2 separate regions of the Callithrix jacchus genome follow, and region 1 is linked to region 2. A link is a contact called in public Hi-C data. All regions are on one chromosome and are shown on one strand. Each heading gives the region's core, a stretch centred on a gene start, on an enhancer-like site or on the middle of the called end of the contact. The rest is flanking DNA. Distances are from core to core; before and after follow the strand shown. Region 1 has its middle 31 kb from the start of MYH2. Region 2 holds the start of LOC100394720 (myosin-4).

What was found. Hi-C and Micro-C count contacts between places; a contact is called where the count stands out from the background.
Region 1: a Hi-C map of skeletal muscle shows a contact between it and region 2, with 4 times the contacts expected there. The contact joins the enhancer-like site here to the promoter of LOC100394720 in region 2. A contact is called at or near these places in 2 of 3 Hi-C or Micro-C datasets (both in skeletal muscle).

Annotation. Positions count from the first base shown.
Region 1 is chr5:77,024,685-77,028,714 of calJac240_pri, forward strand. No RefSeq gene overlaps it. Among named protein-coding and RNA genes, the nearest start is that of MYH2, 31 kb to the left of the region's middle. Within about 2 kb of position 2,082, at least 1 of the 16 cell types and tissues checked has an H3K27ac peak or open chromatin away from gene starts, as enhancers often do. A contact at or near this core is called in skeletal muscle, where this site is marked.
Region 2 is chr5:76,913,211-76,916,909 of calJac240_pri, forward strand. LOC100394720 (myosin-4) reads right to left here and starts at 2,398. Exons shown (of 40, transcript XM_002747910.6): 1 at 2,372-2,398; 2 at 2,120-2,168.

The DNA.
Region 1 (4,030 bases), core at 832-3,331, 110 kb after region 2:
CAGTATGTACTATAGCTACATAAATATAAATACATAAATAATAAGTACTGTAGCTACATAAATATAAATACATAAATAGTAAGTGCTGTGGCTGCATCAGTGGGTAGCTATTAGTTTTACAGTTACTTGTGTTTCTGGGGTAGGATAGAAGAAACAGTTGAGAATTGGAATGGGAAGGAAAAGGCTGGGGAAGGGATGTTATAGAAAAAAGATAGGATGCTAAAAGGTCATGGGAGTTGCTTTTGCTGAAGTTGTTTATCAAGCCAGGGGACCAGATGGCCAGGCTGAGGTGGAGGGGACTCTCCTCCAATTTCCCTGACTTGCTTGCCTGTTTGGCCTCTGCTGGAACTGAGCACTGGGAGAGTAGTTGCCATTGGCTTGCCTGATCCCAGGTGATTCAACACTTCCCTGGTCCCTTTTCTCCAACCATACGTTGGCTCCTGGGACCAGGCCAGGTGTTGCTCTGTGTGTGCATTCAGTCATAACTGCACACCATCAATTCAGCCCACACATATTTATCAGAAGTACAGCCGACTTTGACGTTTGTTTGGCTGAATATCACCAGTAGTCAAAAAAGTCTGGTGAATGTCAACTTAAAAAAACAAAACAAAACTATGGTAAGAGCAATTAACACAAAATCTGCCCTCTTAATTATTTTTTCTTTTTTTTTTTTAGACAAAGTCTTACTCTGTTACCCAGGCTGGAGTGTAGTGGCATGATCTCAGCTCACCACAACCTCCACCTCCCAGGTTCCATCAATTCTCACGTTCCAGCCTCCTAAGTAGCTAGGATTATAGGTGCACAACACCACGCTCAGCTAATTTTTTATTTTGCATTTTTAGTAGAGACAGGGTTTCACCATACTGGTCAGGCTGGTTTGGAACTCCTGACCTCAAATGATCTGCCCACCTCAGCCAACCAAAGTGCTGGGATTACAGATGTGAGCCACGGCACTCGGCCTACCCTCTTAAATTTTTAAGTGTAAAATACAGTATTGTTAACTATAGGCATTCTGTGGTACAGCAGCTCTCTAGAACTTACTCATTTTGCATAACTAAATCTTTATACCCATTGAACAGCAGCTCCCCATTTCCCCTTCCCTTTAGCCCCTGGCAGCCACTGTTCTGCTCTCTGCTTCTATGTGTTTGTCTAATTTAGATTCTAAATATCAGTGAGATCATGCAGTATTAGTCCTTCTGTGTCTGGCTTATTTCACTTAGCATAATGTCCTCCAGGTTTATCCATGTTGTTATCTATGACTGTATTTTCTTCTTTAAGGCTGAATAATATTCCATTTTATGTATTTACCACATTTTTCTTTGTCCATTCACTTGCCAATGGACATTTAGGTTGTTTCCATCTCTTTGTTATTATGAATAATGCTGTGGTGAACTCTGGAGTACAATCTCTTTGAGATCTTGATTTCAGTTATTTTGGGTAAATATCCAGAAGTGGGATTGCTAGCTCATTTAATAGTTCTCTTTTTAATTTTTTGAGAAATCTTCATACTGTTTTTCATAGTGGCTACGCATTTGTGAATGTCCTCTTTTGAGTAACTCTCTGCTTGCGCTGTGATTATTGCAGGTACAATTTATACTTCCCAAGACAATTTATTTTTCCCCTTTCAAATGTGGCTTATTTTCAACACTTTAGATTTATTACCTTTTGCCTTCATTTAAATGTCCATTCAGGGTAATTGAAATGTAACAGATGGTCCTTGACACTTTCACACTGTCTGTCAAAAAGCACTAGTGGAAATCTAGTATTTCAAGGAGAAGTTTGTACCCACAGTAAAGGTGGGATTATACCTATAGTCTATGAAATAGAAAGGCAGTCATTTGACGGTTCAGAATGGTAAGATATCTGCCATGTCCAAGACAAGAGAAGTTACATAAATGTGCTTCTGTTCATGGAAAACCATGAGAGTGAATGGTGATTGGAGGCCAAGTAAATTATAGAGGGAGGAGTTAAGGCTGCAGGCTGGAGAAGCTAGAGGAGGCCAGTGGCAAGAGAGGACCAGTGCAGAGTTTAGACGTGAGGACACTGGTGATGGCCTGGAAGGCTTGGAGAGTGAAATGTGAAGGAAGAGGAGGCAGGCAGGAGGAAATTCCAGTGAAATAAGATGAGAAGTGGCTCTTGCAGTGAGAGAGGACCTTATGATACTATCATATCCAGGGATGGAAGGAAGGTAATGCCAAGAGCAGTAGGGTAGATAGAAAAGGGAGAAAAGAACAGAGAAGTTAGTTTCCTGTAAACCCACCAGTGTCCTCCCTGTCTATAGAGTCCTGGCCATCAGATAGCTCACTTGGAGAGCTAGCATGTCTCGAAAGGTAACTGGATACAGAGCATCATCTGTCAGTTTACTGAAAGAGCTTGGTTTCCTGGCTTGTGAATAAACATTTACTCTCCTAAGAAAAATTAAGGAATTCTGTCTCATCCACTTAAGTCTAAGTCAGAGAACTGAAGGAATGGTCCTGCATCAAACCAAAGTGAGTCCATTTGTTTGATCAGCTTAAAGGGATATTTTCATTTGTCAAGTGTTCCAGTAATACTTAAGATATTGATAATGTGTATTTTGCTGTCAACTGGTAATAATTATAAACATGCCTTGTGAAGATTTACTCTTTATCAATTCATCCAGAGATAAGGGTCTTGGGCAAAGATTTTAAATATCCCAAGTGAAATGGCTCCAATGTTACCTTCCTGAAAGAATGAAGTAGGTTTGGATGGAGAAGAAATACCTCAGTTTAAGAAATGAAAAGTATCTGCTAACAATGAAAGAAAATATTATGTATTCTTTCTTCTTTAGAAAGAAAGAAGAAAAAAATATATTATGTATTCTTCTGGGACTTTACAGTGTTCCTTCTCCTACCGAGGCACGTCCTGAGCACAGAGTGCTAAGTAGAATATTGCCCTCGGGAGGCTAATGATCAGCCTGGTGAAAGATGGCTTGTGTTGAAAGACAAGCCACCTTCATCTGGAACTTGTAAATTTGAGCTGGGGACACATTTGTCACATAGCAACCATGAAGTAAACAGGGTGATTGCTCCCCCAGAAATAGGATTTTCATTTGCTAAGGGGGTTGGATTAGATTATCTTCCTGCCCTGGTACAGCTCTAGTCCTCTGTGGCCCATTCCTCACCTTTTAAAAATGCCTGTGGCAAGGGGTTCTCTGATCATTTTGGTGGAGGTACAGACTGAGGCAATATCTTTAAGAAGACATCTTGGAAATATCTATGAAGACTGAAAATGCAGAAATCATTTGGGCAAGAGTTCTACTTCTAGAAATTTAGCTTGTAAATTTAGTTGCATAGGTGCAATATATAAACACAAGATTTATTGTAGTGATGTTTATAATAAGATAAAACAGTGAAAAACTCTTGTATACCCATCAATGGGAGACTGAAAACTTACCTATACCCATGCAATGAACTAATATTCAATATTTAAAAGTTTAAAATAGAGCTATATATGTTCATGTATATGTGTTCTTATCCCCACGAGGGCCTATATTTTTATCTTTTTCCCCCTCTAGCATTTAAAACAGTATCTAGCACAGGTAGATACTTAGGTACCTAAGTAAAGAAAGGAATAATGAATACGTTTTTAAAATGAGTTTAAAGATGCCTACTATAAGTGCCCAAACAGCACTGTGTAATTCCCAAGGCATTTCATAAGTGGATCCTTGGTCTTTCTTAGTTATGACAGTGGTGGGTATGAATATTTTACACCACCCTGCCTTTGAGGAGTAGTTGATTTTGGATAGTAGTGAGAAGGCTTAATCTCAAGTCTTGATAACATTCTCTAGGGCTGTACAGGTGGAGATACAGATAGAGACACTGAATAGCCATCTGCAAACACCAGCCATTGTTCAGAGCATTTCACAAATGATACTCATGGATGCAGGATGCTTTGATTGTGCTTGAAAAGTGAATATGAGAGAAATTGCCAGCTGTCCCATTTGGAAACATTTTAGTTGATTTCTTGTTCGTTTTAACACAAACTCTTTAGCTCAGCAAAGCGCACTCCT
Region 2 (3,699 bases), core at 1,148-3,647:
TTAACATTGTGATGATACAAAGATATGGACAGTAACTGTTTCCAGTGGCTTTATAATATAAATGAACCTGTCTTAAAAATTCAAATACAGGTATTTAGGCAAATTTTCCTTCCATCCCAAATTACTAAAATTGGATGTCAGCTTTACTAAAATTGAATGTTGACAGGTACATCTGTTCTTTCAGGACATAAGTCCAGATCTAATAATTACAAATAAACACCAAGTTCACGGACAAGTATTAGGTAAGGAAAGGAAAAAATAACTACAATGAAAGCTGAATATTCAACATGTAATTTTCCCAAAGTAAAAATTTAGATTTCTTTTATTAGTTTTTAAATTGTTTTAAAGCCAGAAATATTATCTAAAGCAAAAACAACTTTAAAAGATTCTTAGAGAAAAGACATCTTCATTTTTAATAAAATTTAATAGTGATTGTATTTTTTAGTCTGTATTTCTCTTTGTTTTTAGTTGGATTTCAGCATAATGGATTTTAAAAATCTGAATCTTAGGTTTTAGGTTTATAATCTCTTTCTTCTTTTCCTTTTAAAAATATCAGTCTTCTAAATACTTTTTCTGAAATGGATAGCCAGTATAAAGTTTCAAGCCGAAATGAACTTAAAAAACTTTCCCCACTGACAAATTAATTATGAGAAAATAAAATAAGTCCTATTGTCCTGATGGCAAGAACAGGGTGAGTGGCCAGAATTAAAGAAGGTGACCTCTGTGGAACAGAAGAGGGGATAGTTGTGGAAAGCAGTGTCTTGGTTGTCAATGATAATGACGACAACGATGGTGGCAGCAACAGTGATAGCCACCACCTTCTGTAGCCTTTCCAGAAAGAATTTTGACCTTTTATCATCAGCATTAAACTTCCCCTTAACTTAAAATGCTGTGGAATTTACCACACACTCTATTTCCAAAATCAGCCTTATTTGTAAAAGTGTCCTGATGACACTATGAAATTTAGATGTATTTTCAGGGGATATATATTGGAACATTTAATGTCAGGTTTTTTTTCTTTGAAGGAGAAATGTTGTTATATTACATTATATTTTATTTCTGTGTTTGTTTTTACACCAGGCAGCTTTGAATTAACAACACACTACCATGTGGAGATTAGAATGCAGTGTATCCAGGAAACACAGAAAGATGATTGCTACCTTTCCTATCTCCTGTCTTATTATGGATTAGTTGTTTCCCAACTTGTGGGTCAAGCCCCCACAGAGCCTCAGGTTGTTGCAGGGGGTCCTTGAATCTACCCACACAGTGATCATTGCCTCAAGTTTGAAGAAGCAACATTTCTACATGAACAGTGTTTTCTGTTCTTTTCTAAATGAATATAGCTGCTATATTAAATATAAACTCATTTAAAATAATTCTTAAGTGTAGAATAGGTTTTCATGATGTATACCCTTAATGTAATACCAGAAATACATGTCTCCACATGCACAGTTAGCAGGGTTCCATTAAATGTTTTGATTCTGTGCAGGAGTCCTTGATAACCACTGACTCCAATCAAAGTTGGCAAGAGCTGGATAGACCTTAGCAGTCAATAAAATCCAGCCTCCTCATTTTACTGATGAGGAAACTAAGGCCTGGAAAGGTTAAGGGTCATTCAGTATCACAGAGATGGGTGATAAGTGGGGGTGCTGGGACATGAGTCCTATTCCGCTAAATCCAGGTTTGTTGTTAATTCCACTGCAACATGCTGTATTTCGAGATACATAAAGGCTAACTGGCTTGATCCAGACAAATAGAATCAGTGAAAAGCCTGGGTTGGCACCTAGAAATATTGACTTCCAGATAAACACATCTTGATTTTTATCATGCAGTCTCTCCGATGTATCCTTATGGGTAAAGTTGGAGTGGTAGTTCACATTAAATATTACATATGATGGTTGCATTCTTTCTGAAGTTCTAACAACATGTGAAAGAGAAGTTTCATTAAGTTTTAAGTGGCCCGAAAAGCCAAAATTTTATGAGAAGTCATTTTTAAAGAACAGCTGGCCCTGATATCCTATTCCCAATACTAAACTAGGAAATAAAATGGTAGCTTATTAAGATGTAGCAATATAGAGATTCCTTTGTTCTTTAGAGTGTAATAATAAATTATTCTTACCTCTTGTGCTATCAGATGAAGAAGGTGGCAGGCTCAAAGCAGACAACTACTGTTGAAAGAAAGAATAAAGAGAATGCAGGATTCTTCCCCCCCCCCCATTTAATCACAAAATACTAATAACTATATTGTGTACAGTGTCATCCTTAAGAATGTTGGAAAGAAAAATTAAAATTTGGGAAATAATAGATCTTCTTTAAATGAAAAATCACTGTCAGCAGGAATGTAAAACTGTGTTCTTCCACATATACATACCTTGAAGAATTTTGAGGGAGGATGGGGCAGAGGCATCTCAGCTCCACTTTTATACAGACCATTCTGCAAACACAGCAGCCACCTCAGCTGTCCTAGCCGGGAACCTACTTGGCACAACCGTTTTTGGCAATCTCTTTGCACAGTATTCACTGACTGTGGCTGTGAATGGATATAATTAGAAATATTTCTTGTCACCTATAAATAATTTGACAGAGGATGATCTAGGGTTCTTTATAGGCATTTGATAGGGGATGGGGATTCAGAGCTTCTAAGGCTGCTTCTGCAGCTTGGCTTTTGCATCATTCGTCACAGAATTCAAAGCCAGATTCCCACTTACTCCTCTGCCTATAAAATTGGTCCAACAGAATGAGCCCGACGTGAGGAGTTTCGGATTAATTAATTTGTTGGGTCTTAGAGCCATTAAGGAGTCTGGAATGAATTTAAATCTGACACTATGATTGGAAGCAGTGAGTCATGGATATTAAGACAAAATTCCTAGCCACAGTCTGGATTTTAGAAAGACCGGTGATAGATTCTTTTGAAGTCTGAAAGTCTAAATATGAAGGTGAAAGTGAATTCTCAGATTAGGCAGTGCTGATGGACCACTGGGGGAGGCATAAGGGATTTAGAATAGATATAAACACTTCTGTTCTTTTTCTGGTGGACTTTCCATGGATATCTCCAGCTTGTATGTTTTCACTGATGGAACAACAGGATGCTGTGTGATGTTCCATGCATATTTCCACTGCATAATGGAAGGAGAAACAAACATGCATTCCTAGTTCATGGGCAGACTCTCATGACTAGCTATAGCTCTAATGAGGTGGGTACTGCATATTTTTATTTAAGGTGGGAGGAAAGTCATGATATCCACAGTATTCTCCCTGTAGACTGAAAAGATGGGTGGGCCATCACATATGTCCATAATATTCATAAATTGGCCATTGGTGGTTTTGCTACATACACAGCTGTTGCTGAATAAGGCAGGAAATATACCTACTCTAAGTGTGACCCTAACTGAGATCTGGTGAGATGTTTTTGACTGTCATCTGCTGGCTTAAATTACTGATTAATGAGATCACTGCTTTCTGTTGACTTAGAATTTATCTTTAACACATTGACAGATTGAATCTTTTATACTTTTGAAATTTATTTTTATAAAATTCTATCAAATAGGTGGTCAGGATTTAAGAAAAATATCTCTGTGAAAATAACTCACAGAAGTCTAGCGACTTACCCAAAGTTTTAGGCTCTAAGCCAGAAGGAAACTTATTCTAATTTTTCTCTCAGATCATTTATTTTTACTTCTTTTGGAACTTAACATCTGA